Linked DNA regions of Mus musculus: region 2 is linked to region 1. Evidence: chromatin contacts called from public HiChIP or PLAC-seq data. All regions are on one chromosome and are shown on one strand. The core of a region is the stretch at or near the end of the contact, and the rest is flanking DNA. Distances in the headings are between cores, read along the strand shown.

Region 1 (5,915 bases), core at 1,386-3,885:
CTAAGGTGGGAATAAAAGCTATATTTCTTCTTCTATTCCAGACATTTCCTTCTAGTGCTCCCTTTCAGTATTCTGCCCTCAACAGAAGCCCAGGCAGCCTGGCAAAGTAACCGTCACGGCAATGGCAGGGAGTGTCACCGCCACGCCACACCCTGTGCACCCGTGACTGCAGAGCTCCCTACAGGCTGTGCAGCATCCCACCCTTCTCGCACCCTTTCCACAGGCCCTATTCCTCCCTTTCTGTGGTAAGAGAATTAAAGCCCCGAGCCATTACATGATGTAGCCAAGGGCATATAACATTTAAGTGGGTAGAGCTGGATTCTTGCCCAGGACACTGCTTCTAGAGTGTATACAAATCATTCCTAACACGTATTAAGACGTAGATTACTGGGGCTAGGAGGATCACTCTACTGGTATACTGTGTGCCATGAAAGCAAGACAACCTACTTGCACGGATCCTCAGCCAGGTAGGACAAAGTATGCCCGGGGAGGCAGAGGCAATGAAGATCCCTCACTGGCTAGATAATCTGGCTCAGTGAGTTCCCTGTTCATTGAGAGATGGCCTCAAAAAATAAGTTGGGGAACAACTGAGAACTGAGGCAGCCACTCAATTGTCAACTTTTGGTTTACAGATGTTTACTGTCCCCACACAGGTAAATACACACACACCCCTCACAATTTGGGGGTGGGATCTGTGCCATCTAAGCTTAGAGCAGGTCTTAGATGGGGCCCAAATCTGTCCTTTAAACAAGCTCTCAGGTAATTCTGATACAAACCAGCCACTAAAAATATGTACTATGGGAATGCTTTCCCAACCTGAGCTCCCGTGGAACACCAGCTTGTCACAAAACAATGAGCAGACGTAATTCAAAACAGATGGGGTAGGGTGGTCCCTGGTTAAGAAAGTTTTTAGGACTATGACGCATTCTATGACTTTCTGGGAGATTTGCAGTGAGCATTACCACGCTGTATTAACAGAGCAGTTCCCAAGCTTGCTTAACCACAGGATCCTCTATCAAGAGCACCCATTAACATCTCACAAAACCCAGCAAGTGGGGCGGAGTCTGGGAAGCCAGGCTGTGGTAGTTCTTCCTACTTGGAGCCCACACTGGCCTCTACTCACTTCTGCCAAGTATGCAATAAGTGGAATTCAAAGCTCTAACCCTGGCCTCACCCTCACCAGCTATGTGAGACCTCTAAGCCTCTCTGGGTTTGCTCCTCAGCTATAAGTCAAAATAATAAGCCCTGCATGCTTACAGGGTCTTCATATGGGCACAATGGGGGCCCAACTGCTGTGTGGGAGCCAGCAAGATGACTCAGTGGGTAAAGGGGCTTGCTGAAAGGCCCAAGAAGGTTGATCCCCAAGACCCACATGATAGAGAAAAAAATAATTCCTGTGCATGTGCACATGTGTAGCCGCCCTCTCCCCACCCCCAACACACACACAAAGTAAATGTAAGAAATGCTATATAAACCACATAGGCCTTTAAATATCTTTTAGTCTGTGACTATGGCCAATCAAAGCTTGGTAATAACCCATTTGACTTTGCATTCCACTTTCCATACATGAGACTAATCTCTTAAACTACTCTGTGATCAGGACGATTATTTTGTCCAAATTATTTCGAAGTGAGGGGCCTGCTTTGAAAACTCCTACAAAGTGATGTTACACTTTACCGTATAGCATAGCATATGCCTACAGGAATCACATCGTTCTTCCTAATAACTCTGTGAGGGGTGGACTCTTACTACTTGGTCCATTTTATGAGAGGAAACTGGATCAGGAAAAAAAAAAAAAAAAAAAAAAGACTTAAAACTAATGCGGCAAAGATCTGGCTCCACTTTTAACTCAAAACTGCATTTGGCACCTCTATGTCACCTAATTCTGGCCACAAAATAAATCACACTGAAATGATGTTCCCGGCTGGTTCAAGGCAGGCTAGAAAGGAAGGAAGAAGCAGTTGCAGACAACCCAAGTTCTGACCTTGGCTCTGCTGCCTAACTACTTGGTAACTTAGATAAACTCCATATCTTCTCTGGGTTTCACTTTTCCTACGTGTGAAAGGACGCTGGACAACCGTGAGGGGTGTAATCTCACTTCTGGTACCTCCTACCACTGATTGTCCCGAGATTATTCGGTCGCAGGACGGTGCTGAGAGAGTCGGGCAACTTGTTTTTATCAAGTTACGCCCAGAAAGACTCCAAGGGAAAAAGAGCTCTAAACGCCTCGAGAGCACAGAGGACTCCGCCCCACGGAGACCTGAGTTAAGCACCCTGGTCCGGTTCAGCCCGGATCAATTCACAGCAAAACCCCCAAAGCCAGTTTTGCGCAATATAAACAACCCCTCGAGTGGTCCTATGTGACGTAAAACGAGCGCGACGGACTGGCCCTCCTGTTTCTCGCTCACACAGAGTCTTGTTGAAGTAAACCTCTGCGTGAAAAGGCTGCGGATCAAGTGGGGAGAAAGAGCCGAGGATGGAGAGTGGTACCGGATCTATAGACAAGCCCAAATATTGACGCAGGGGCCACTACAACTCACCTGTCCGTTTGGATAGCTGGCCATGGCGGTTATGACGTCACACAACTGTGGTAGGCGGAGTTTCCTGCTCCCAATGCCGCTCCTGGTTGGATTTTGGGGCGGGTCCGATTGTGATTGGACGGACAGGCTGTCAATCTTCCGGTCAACAAACGGAAGTCACAGGCGGTGAGCTGGTACCTTACAGAGGGCTGGGTAGGAGTGTCCGGAAGTGTTGTTGACCGTAGTGGCTCGTTTGTTTTTATTTTTCGTGACCTGCAGCGGACCTCGGGCCTGGCCAGCTGTAGTTATCTAATGGGGAGACTTGGTCAGTTGTTTCTGTGGTGGCCATATTATAACCTGGCAAGGCCATATTATAACCTGACGCATATTAGTTACGTCACTGTCGTGATCACTTTACTTCTAACGCCCAGGCGGTTGCCATGGCTACTGAGAACTTAAGCCTTTCCTGGAATGCAGGTGCCATTTAGAACGTGGGTACTAAACAGACCCGTGGACAGTGGAGAAAGGTCAGACCGCCAGAAGAGAAGGAAAATTAAGATGTCACGGTGCTCCTATCTTTATGTATGGGGAAACTGAGGCTCAGAAAGGCAATGACTTAGTTACCTAAACTCACAGTGAGTTCCTCAGCAAAGTACGGCCTAGAACTAGTGTCAGTAGATGACTAGGTCTCAACAAGGAGGTTTTATTCCCTCTGTAGGTCAAATCACAGTTCCTAAGTTACCAACTTTCCTGTACTTGGCTCTTGGGGTTTAGGTTCTAAACTTGGTTGCATGTTTATTTGATTAGTTACATTCCCACGTGGCCGGGCCTGGTGGCACATGCCTTTAGTCTCAGCAGGCAGAAGCAAGCATACATACATAGACAGTTCCAGTCTAGCCATGGCTGCATAATGAGGCTCTGTCTCAAACAACAACAGCAGCAGCAGCAACAACAAAAACTCTCATGTGGACAAGAATTGTGTTTGATTTGCTTATAATTGTATCCCCAGTATCTACAGTGCCAACACTATACTTTTTAAATAAAAAGTCCTGAGCTTTCAATCTAGCCAGGCACTTTCCACAGTCCCACTGCTGATCGTGGTACTGGCCATAGGACAGTCTGCAAAGCACGGTCCTCATCCTTACCTGCAGAGGAAGACAAGTCTGGTGATCCAGTTCCTTCGTGATCTGGCCCAGCCTTACCCACCAGCGCCCCGCTGGCTTATTTCTTTGCTCAGCTTCCCCCTCAGCACTGGCGTTAGTGAGCAGATCCTGTTGTTCGTTTTCTTTTTTAAACAGTTTCTAGCTGTGTGATCTTGAAGAAGTCATTTAACCTCTCTGAGTCACAGTTTTCTGGAATACAACTTAGGAAAATGCTAACTTAAAAATGAACTAGTCACAGCCTCTCACACTCAGGGTTACAACACTCATTCATAAAGACCAATGGCCTCTCACATCTACTCCTCCTGTCCCACCCTCTCTTTAACACCTCCCCCCATGGCTCCCAGCTCATTAGCCACTCCTCTCAGTCCCTCCAGTACTGCCACTGTGTCGCAGTCTAGCCCAGCGTAAGAATTCTCTGATCATTTCCACAAAACTCATCCTTCCTGTCTCAGAAAATAAAATATATATATGTATGTATATATAATCAATCATCTGGTTTTGCTCCATGTTCCAACCACCCCTCTGCTCCAGGACCCCTCTGTAGTCTGGCCTCATCGCCAATGTCTTTTTAGTGAACTCCAGCCCCGCTCCCTTCTCCATGGAGAAGCCAGAGTGGGTGCTTTAAAGTGTGAATTCGATATTGTCGTTCTCTAAACTCCTCTGAGGGTTTTTTGCCACTCTTAATACAATCTAAACTCATCCCTATGCCTTTATTGGCCCACAGGACCTCTCCCCAGCCTGTGACACCGGCCTCACTGACGCCACTGCTGTGCTTGCCAGTTTACTCCAGCCATGCTGGCCTGGCCACCACCCCAAAACAAACCCAGCGCATTCCATCTCTAGACCTTTGGATTTGAGCCTCTCTTTGTTTAGATTGCTTTCCCCTTCATTTTCCACTCTTTTCTTTCTTGTCATCCAGGTTCCAGTTGAAATACTACTACCTTGTGAGTGGGGCATCCTCAACACCACACCTAAGATACCTTGTCTTTCAAGAGCATCCTGGTCATCATATCCTGGTACATTAATTAAATAATAAAAAGAAGATAAATGGTGACCTGGGACATGATGGTGCAAGCCTGTAGTCTCGATATGTGGGAGGCTGAAGCAGGAGGATAGCTGCCTTATAGCAAGATCATGTCTCCAAAAAAGTGGATCGTTTTGGAGAGATGGCTCAACAGCCCTTGTTGCTCTTGCAGAGGACCCAGGTTTGGTGTCCAGCATTCCATATGATGGGTCACACTAGTCATCACTTCAGTTCCAGGGAGATCAGTGGATTCCTTCTGACCTCCAAGGGCACCATGCACATGTGGCATACGTGCATATACACAAGCAGAAGTCATACACATGAAATAAATCAATATAAAAAATTACTGACAGAGAAGCCAGCATTTCAGGCCAAGTTCAGAATATTTTAACAACTCAATGCTATTATTAATGTCATATTGAGTTCTAGGCCAGAAGTCTGGCTCAATAAATCATGCCTGGCCACTCACCCCAAAAGACAAAATGGAAAAAAAAGTGGTTGACGCAGGACAGAAGTTGATTTCATTCAGCTATCCTGCAAGAAACAGGAAGCAGCCTTCTCCACCCTGTGTTCATGGCGCTCAGGAGAGCTCTGAGTTTATGTCAGGGACAAAGGTTGGTGGCAAAAGCAGTCTTGCTCCTGCTGTGGCCTGGGTAATCATTATCTCGGAGTGGATTATACAGAACCTTCTGCAGAGTAGCAAAGTTGCTGCTGTTTGAGGCATAGTTTTGACTACAAACCCACGATGTTTATCAGTCAGACCTGTAATTCCTGGAATCCACAGTAACTGCCAGAGAGCATGACTCAGAACAAGTCAGGAAGACAAGATGGAGTTAGCTGGTCTCTTCAAGCTTAAACAATGATTAGAGGTTTCTAGGTGCCACTCTCATGGTCTAGAACAGGACATTGTAAGAGCCTGATGCCAGCCAGGCAGTGGTAGTGCACACCTTTAATCCCAGCACTTGGGAGGCAGAGGCAGGCAGATCTCTGTGAGTTGGAGGCCAGCCTGGTCTAAAGAGCTACTTTTAGGACAGCCAAGGCTGTACAAAAAAAACCCATTCCTGAAAAAATATATATATATATATATATATTTATATTTATTTATTTAAAAAAGCCTCATCCTCCAGCCCTTGGGAGGATGAGGTAAGAAGGTGATTTGGCCTTTTCTTGGTTCTTCAATTAGGGTCCCGCATAGCCCAGACTGGCTTA
Region 2 (5,915 bases), core at 1,019-3,518, 91 kb before region 1:
GCTGTGGTTCCGGACTGCATGCTACTCGCCACCTTCCACCACTGCTGCCTCTGGCACTGGCGCTGCTGGATGGTAGCAGTAGCGGGAGAGACCCAGGCTACTTGCACAGGCTTTCATGCCAGACCAGAGCCCCTTGGAACCTTTCGTTCAGGCTAGACCAGAGATCCTCGAAATTCATCCCTTCTGCTTCCTTGGAGAACGATAGAGAAAGATGCCTGGAGACCCCGTCACGGACTGCAATCGGCCTCCTCTGAGCAGCAGTAACACCGCCAGGCAGCCCGACAGATGGGTATAAGAGGAAGTAAAATCGGACTTCAAGCCGGGCATGGTGGTGCAAGCCTTTAATCCCAGCAAAGGCAGAGGCAGGCGGATTTCTGAGTTCGAGGCCAGCCTGGTCTACAAAGTGAGTTCCAGGACAGCCAGGGCTATACAAGAGAAACCCTATCTCGAAAAACAAAACAAAACAACAACAACAACAACAAAATCGGACTTCAAGGTTTAGGGCCAGGGCTGCCCTTTCATGGCTAGGGTGGGGAATGGGGGTTGGGTGGGTGGAAATCAAGGCTCTGCTTCAACAAGTTTGGAGGGCCCTACACCCTACAAGAACCAGTTTCTAAGGAGAGGTCAAGATGAGAGAACGAGAGGGGACAATATTGGGTGGCCTCCACAGTTCTGGGTCAAGGACATCAGCAGTAGAAAAAGAAGAAAAGGATGCTCGGCTGTATCCAAGGCTGCTGATGAAAGAAACGAGATGAGGTGAGGGAAAAAACAAGATGAGGCGGAGGCCACTGATGGGCTTCTGGGGTCCAAGGAGTGTGAGGGAGCCCAGCACGGACAGCTCCTCAGGGAGATGTACTGTAGCAGAAACGGAAGGGAAGGCTGCAGGAAGACGGGGACCAAAGGAAGAGGGAGGGTTCATTTTAGGGTGAGAAATCATGCTCTGAATTCCAAGAGCAAAATCCGTCAAGGAAGAGAAAGAAGGCTTAGAAGCCAGGCGGGAAGCGGGTTAGCCCTCAAGCCAAGCAGGGCAGGGTGGAGGGCGAGTGATGCATCGAAGCCTGTGTAGAGCACTGGAGCCAGCAGGCTGAATTTTCCTCAGATTCGCTTCCCAGTGATTCAAGTACCAAGGCCATCACGAAGAGAAGAGGGCAGGAGGAGCTTCTTGTTCCCAGAAGGGAGCAGGCACACAGCCAGAACAAGGCTGGGAGAGGATTCGCCTGCGCACCGCTGCGGGTTGTGCAAGGACAGCTGGAGTCAGAGAGCTGTCGGTTTGTCCTCATCCGTGTCCTGCCGTGGGCACAGGTACAGAGTGGGTGGAGGTTGATGGAGGTACAAAGACTGGGAGATGCCTGACACTTGAGGTGGCCCGGGATCTCTGCAGATCCCGACTCCACCCACGACCCCGGAAGTCCTCGGGACTTTTTCCTACCCACATGTAGAAGCAGCTTTCCCTGGGTCCCCTCGCCAGTACGAAAGCCAGGGATTAAAGTCTACCGTCCTCGGTGGGTCCCACTCTTCAGCGAGGTCTGAGCACAGCAAACATGGCTCAGGATCAACCCAGGTGCTAGGTGCCCTGCTTAGTCTATGCTTCAGCCACGGTGCCTTTCTACCACCTACTGGCCGTGATCGGCATTGCGCCTGGGTTGAGCTCCCATTGGGTTTCTGAACTCCAGTTATCAAAGGCCAAATGAGTCTCCACCACCACCATCCCCGCCTCTCACCCGTCCCCGCCCCTTTAAACCTTCGTTTATTTTGTATGTGTGTGAGTGTGTTTCCAGGGGACACACTCTTGCCACGATGACCACGTGGCAACCAAAGGATAACTTCCAAGAGTTGGTTCCCTTCTCTTCCAACCTTTGTGGAGTTGTGGGGATCGAAATCCTGAAACCAGAATTGGTGGCAAGACACGTTGATCCATTGCAGCACCACCCCCCTTTCCTCTTTTTCTTTTGCAACCCCACCCCACACCTTCTGAGGCGCTAATAGTCTAGAGAGACGATTCTCAGTAGTCATTTGTCCTTGCCTACTTCATTCATTCATAATGCTTACTGAGCACTTACTCTTTGCCACATTGCCGTGGGCCCCAGGGTTAGTCAGGAAGGGAACAAGAGAGATCACAGCTCTTTTGCAAGGGCATCCTTGTGGGAGTGGAGGGAGACAGGAAGTAGATAAGGAGATAAACTAGAGAATGATAGAACGTGCTGGATGACGAAGGGAATTCAGGGAGTGCCCGAGAAGGTGACGCACAGATGGAATCAGAGGATACAGAAGACAGCTCATAGGCTGGGGAGGAGGCTGGCCCAGAAGCACTGACCAGAGAGGCTGACAGGTCTGGGCTGACCTAGGAGGTCAAAGAGGAGACGTGGAACTCATTAGCCTCCTGCCTCAGTCTCCTGACTGTTGGGGTTACCGGCATATACACGGCATCCACACAGCAATGGGAGCTTTGTAAAAAGAGGGAAATACCTGAAATTCTTATATAACTTCCCCCAAAGTTAGACGCTATTGTTGTCGTCAAACATCTTAGTTGCTTAAAGCTGATCTTCATTCAGACCCACTGGATCATCTCTGGGAGGTGAGACCAGGAGTCTGCGTGTTTAATAAGTAGTCTGGAAGGTTCTCCTTAAAACAAAATCCAAGGACTGGACAGGTGACTCAGCAGTTAAGACCCTATGTTGCTCTTGCAGGGACCTGAATTCAGATCCCAGAGCCCACATCAGGTGACTTACAAGTCTCCCTATAACTTCTACTCCAGGAACATCCTATTCTGACCTCTGCTGGCATCCCTATGCAGGTAGTACACACACACACACACACACACACACACACACACTCATACACATAAATAAAAAATCAAGCTTTAAAAAGTAAAATACTTAAACTCTACAGTGAAATTTAAAAATTTTAAACATTAATTTATATTTATTTGTTTACTTTGTCAGAGGTGAGGGACTAGGGGGTGGGGGAGTAAGGGGTGGGCACATACCATGGCATGCATGTGGCGATCAGAGGACAGCCTGGGAGAGTTGGCTCTCTCCTTCCATCCTGTGGCTTCAGGGAATCAAATTGAGGTCAGGTTTGGCAGCGAGTGCCTTTATCCACTGAGCCATCTTCCTAGTCCCCAGATCGGTTTTATGCTTAAATACAGCACAAATGCAAGAAACCACACTGATTAAAAGCCACCATAGAAGCCAGGCGGTGGTACCATATACCTTTAATTCCAGCACTCCAGAGGCAGAGGCAGGCAGATTTCAGAGTTTGAGGACAGCCTGGTCTACAGAGTGAGTTCCAGGACAGCCAGGGCTACATGGAGAAACTCTGTCTTGAAAAACCAAACCAAACCAAACCAAACCAAACCAAACCAAACCAAACCAAACCAAACCAAACCAAACACAAACAAACAAAGGCGCCATGGGAAGATGACTCAGTGGTTAAGGCACGCTCTTCCAGTGGCTCTGAGCTTGGTCTCCAGCTCCCGTCAGGCAGTTCACGGCTGCCTGTAATTCTAGCTCCAAAGGATCTAAGGCCCTTTATTGACCTCCAGGGATACCTGAAAATATTGAAGCAGACACACAAGCACATGCATACATGAATGCACACATGCACACACATGCTTAAAACAAAATCTTTTTTTAAAAAAATCTTTAAAATAAATAAATAAATAAATAAATAAATAAATAAAATACCGTGTAAAACAAGGCGCCGGGTAGTGGCTCATGTCTAAAGCCAAAGCCTGGCCACTACCATTTGCCGAAGAGGCTCTCCCTGTATTCCCCCCAGGTTCTCACCCCTGTCCCCAAAGAGAAAACATCACCCCAACTTCCTTTTTTTGGATATGGTTTTGGGTTTGTACAATTTCGATGTTTTCTTGCTGTGACAAAACAAAAGCGGCGTTGAGGAAGGGAGGGTTGTTCTGGCTCAGGGTTTGAGGCTATCGCCCATCACTTGCAGGGAAGGCGGGTGACAGGAACTCAAGACAGCTGGTCACAGGAACCGGAGGCAGAGAGATAAACTGCAGCTGCTCAGCTGGCTCGTGAGCATGAGAGCTAGCGCTCCCTCTCCCTCTCCCTCTCCCTCTCCCTCTCCCTCTCCCTCTCCCTCTCCCTCTCCCTCTCCCTCTCCCTCTCCCTCTCCCTCTCCCTCTCCCTCTCCCTCTCCCTCTCCCTCTCCCTCTCCCTCTCTCTCTCTCTGTTTTATTCAGTCTAGAACTCCAGCCAAGGCAATGGCGCACCCCATATTTAGGGTGAGTCTTCCCACCCTATTGAACCCAACTTAGAAACTCCCTTGAGGACACGCCCAGAAGCCTGTCTCCTAGGAGATTTCCAATGCCACTCTGTTGAAACCCTCTAATCGTCACGATTGGTGTGTAATTTATATTTTAATTTTTATGATAAAAAAACCTTCAACCTTTCACCCTACTGCGGTCCATCCAGCTGAAACAAGACAACAACGTTGTCACCAGATCCCAACTGTCCTGGTTAATCCTTATGTCAACTTGCCAGATCGCTCTGCAGCCACGCCTGTGGGGACAGCCCTGATTGTAAATTGTTGTGGGAGGGTCCAGACCACTGTGGATGGTGCCAACAGCGATCAGGCCAGAGGTGAGCACGAACCAGCCCGAGCAAAACCAGCAAGCAGTGTCCCTCTGCGGTATCTGCTTCCATTCCTGCCTCCAGGTTCCTGCCGTTGAGGTCCTGCCCGGTCCTGCCCGGACTCAGCGAAGTTTAGGCTGAAATAAACCCTTTTCTTTCCCAAGTGGCTTTCGCTAGTGCCCAGAGTGTTTGGTCCCAGTAACAGGAAGCCAATCCGAACACAGCTTAAAGAGCCCCAGGAGAAGGTAGAGGATCAGGTTCCTCATTGTCAGAGCTGTGCTTGCTTTGATGTTTCCTAGCATCCTATTTAGCCTTTCTATCTCTTTTCCTCTTGTAAGTCATTTGTTTGTGAAAGCAGGCCATTTGTCAGGGTTTGCCACCATGGCTGCCAAGTGCAGCCCCACAGCGCAGGGCTTGTGTTCCCCCACTGACTCCCTGCTCACTGGTGCATAGTTATTACAGGCTTAATCCCGAGTATGTTTGATTTTTTTTTTCCTTTTTGACAAGCCTAAGCAATGAATGCATGTTCAGCATCAGGAAACCCTTTGCATTGTGTTTCTCTCTGTGTGCCTCTCCCTCCCTCCTGTTCTCCTCCCCTCCCTGCTATCTCATTGTGCATTTCTTACTACAGACCTGAAATTGGACCAGCGACCTTGCTAAGCATCTAGAGATGGCGTTGCTAGTTAATACGTCGGATAAATGCCTACTTCTGGAAACTGTTTAACAGTTCGCACCACATTCCCATCAGCCGTGTACAAAGGTCCTAATTGCTCCAAAGTTAAAAGTGCTATTTTCTTTTTTAGCTATTAGTGTTACGAAATACTAACCCACTGTGTTTTTTAAAATAATGTTTGTTGCATCATTTAGATAAACAGATTTTGGGTGTGGGAGAGGTCCTATTATGTAACTTAGACTGCCTCAAACCTGCAGTCCTCCTGCCTCAGGCCCCTGAATGCTAAGATGCTGGGATTTGAAATGTCTTATCAAACAATGGTACTAGTTCTTCCTCATGCTGATTGGCTGTCTGTGCCTCTTTCACAAAGTGTCTGACCTGTGCCAATGACCTAGGGTACCCCTATGAAAATGACTTAAGAGAAAGCCAAGTGTTGTCTCATTGTCCTAGGAACTAGGTAACTGGGTCAGTACTGTGGATGGCATGAGCCACACTCATTGCAGGCATAGACCAGGCAAAAGGTCAGAGATGACATCACATATAGGTCTGGTGTCAGCTGGGATGGCCACACAGCTGGAGGTTGGCCTTTTGGTCCCCATGAGTTAGTGTTCGTTAGAGGTACAGAGCCAACAGGATGAACACGCATTATA

What was found. HiChIP or PLAC-seq counts read pairs in DNA pulled down with a chosen protein or histone mark.
Region 2: a contact with region 1 is called in an H3K27ac HiChIP or PLAC-seq map of trophoblast stem cells, with 2.5 times the contacts expected there. The contact joins the enhancer-like site here to the promoter of Pef1 in region 1. A contact is called at or near these places in 2 of 39 promoter capture datasets (HPC-7-derived erythroid cells and embryonic stem cells), 4 of 15 datasets of contacts at CTCF or cohesin (the NIH/3T3 cell line, embryonic stem cells and pro-B cells), 40 of 484 Hi-C or Micro-C datasets (the 3T3-L1 cell line, 3T3-L1-derived adipocytes, the C2C12 cell line and 25 more), 26 of 115 datasets of contacts at active chromatin or transcription factors (the HPC-7 cell line, the SCID.adh cell line, T-cell acute lymphoblastic leukemia and 14 more) and 3 of 9 other capture datasets (adipose tissue, embryonic stem cells and pancreatic islet).

The regions. Positions count from the first base shown.
Region 1 is chr4:130,104,276-130,110,190 of GRCm38.p6, reverse strand. It overlaps Pef1 (penta-EF hand domain containing 1), which reads right to left and starts at 2,635. Exons shown (of 5, transcript NM_026441.4): 1 at 2,541-2,635. The coding sequence starts at 2,564. It overlaps Gm40258 (a long non-coding RNA gene), which reads left to right and starts at 2,073. Exons shown (of 2, transcript XR_868200.3): 1 at 2,073-2,590; 2 at 4,602-4,736.
Region 2 is chr4:130,194,789-130,200,703 of GRCm38.p6, reverse strand. No RefSeq gene overlaps it. Among named protein-coding and RNA genes, the nearest start is that of Tinagl1, 23 kb to the right of the region's middle. Within about 2 kb of position 2,268, at least 54 of the 459 cell types and tissues checked have an H3K27ac peak or open chromatin away from gene starts, as enhancers often do. A contact at or near this core is called in the G1E-ER4 cell line, cerebral cortex, cortical neurons and 3 more, where this site is marked.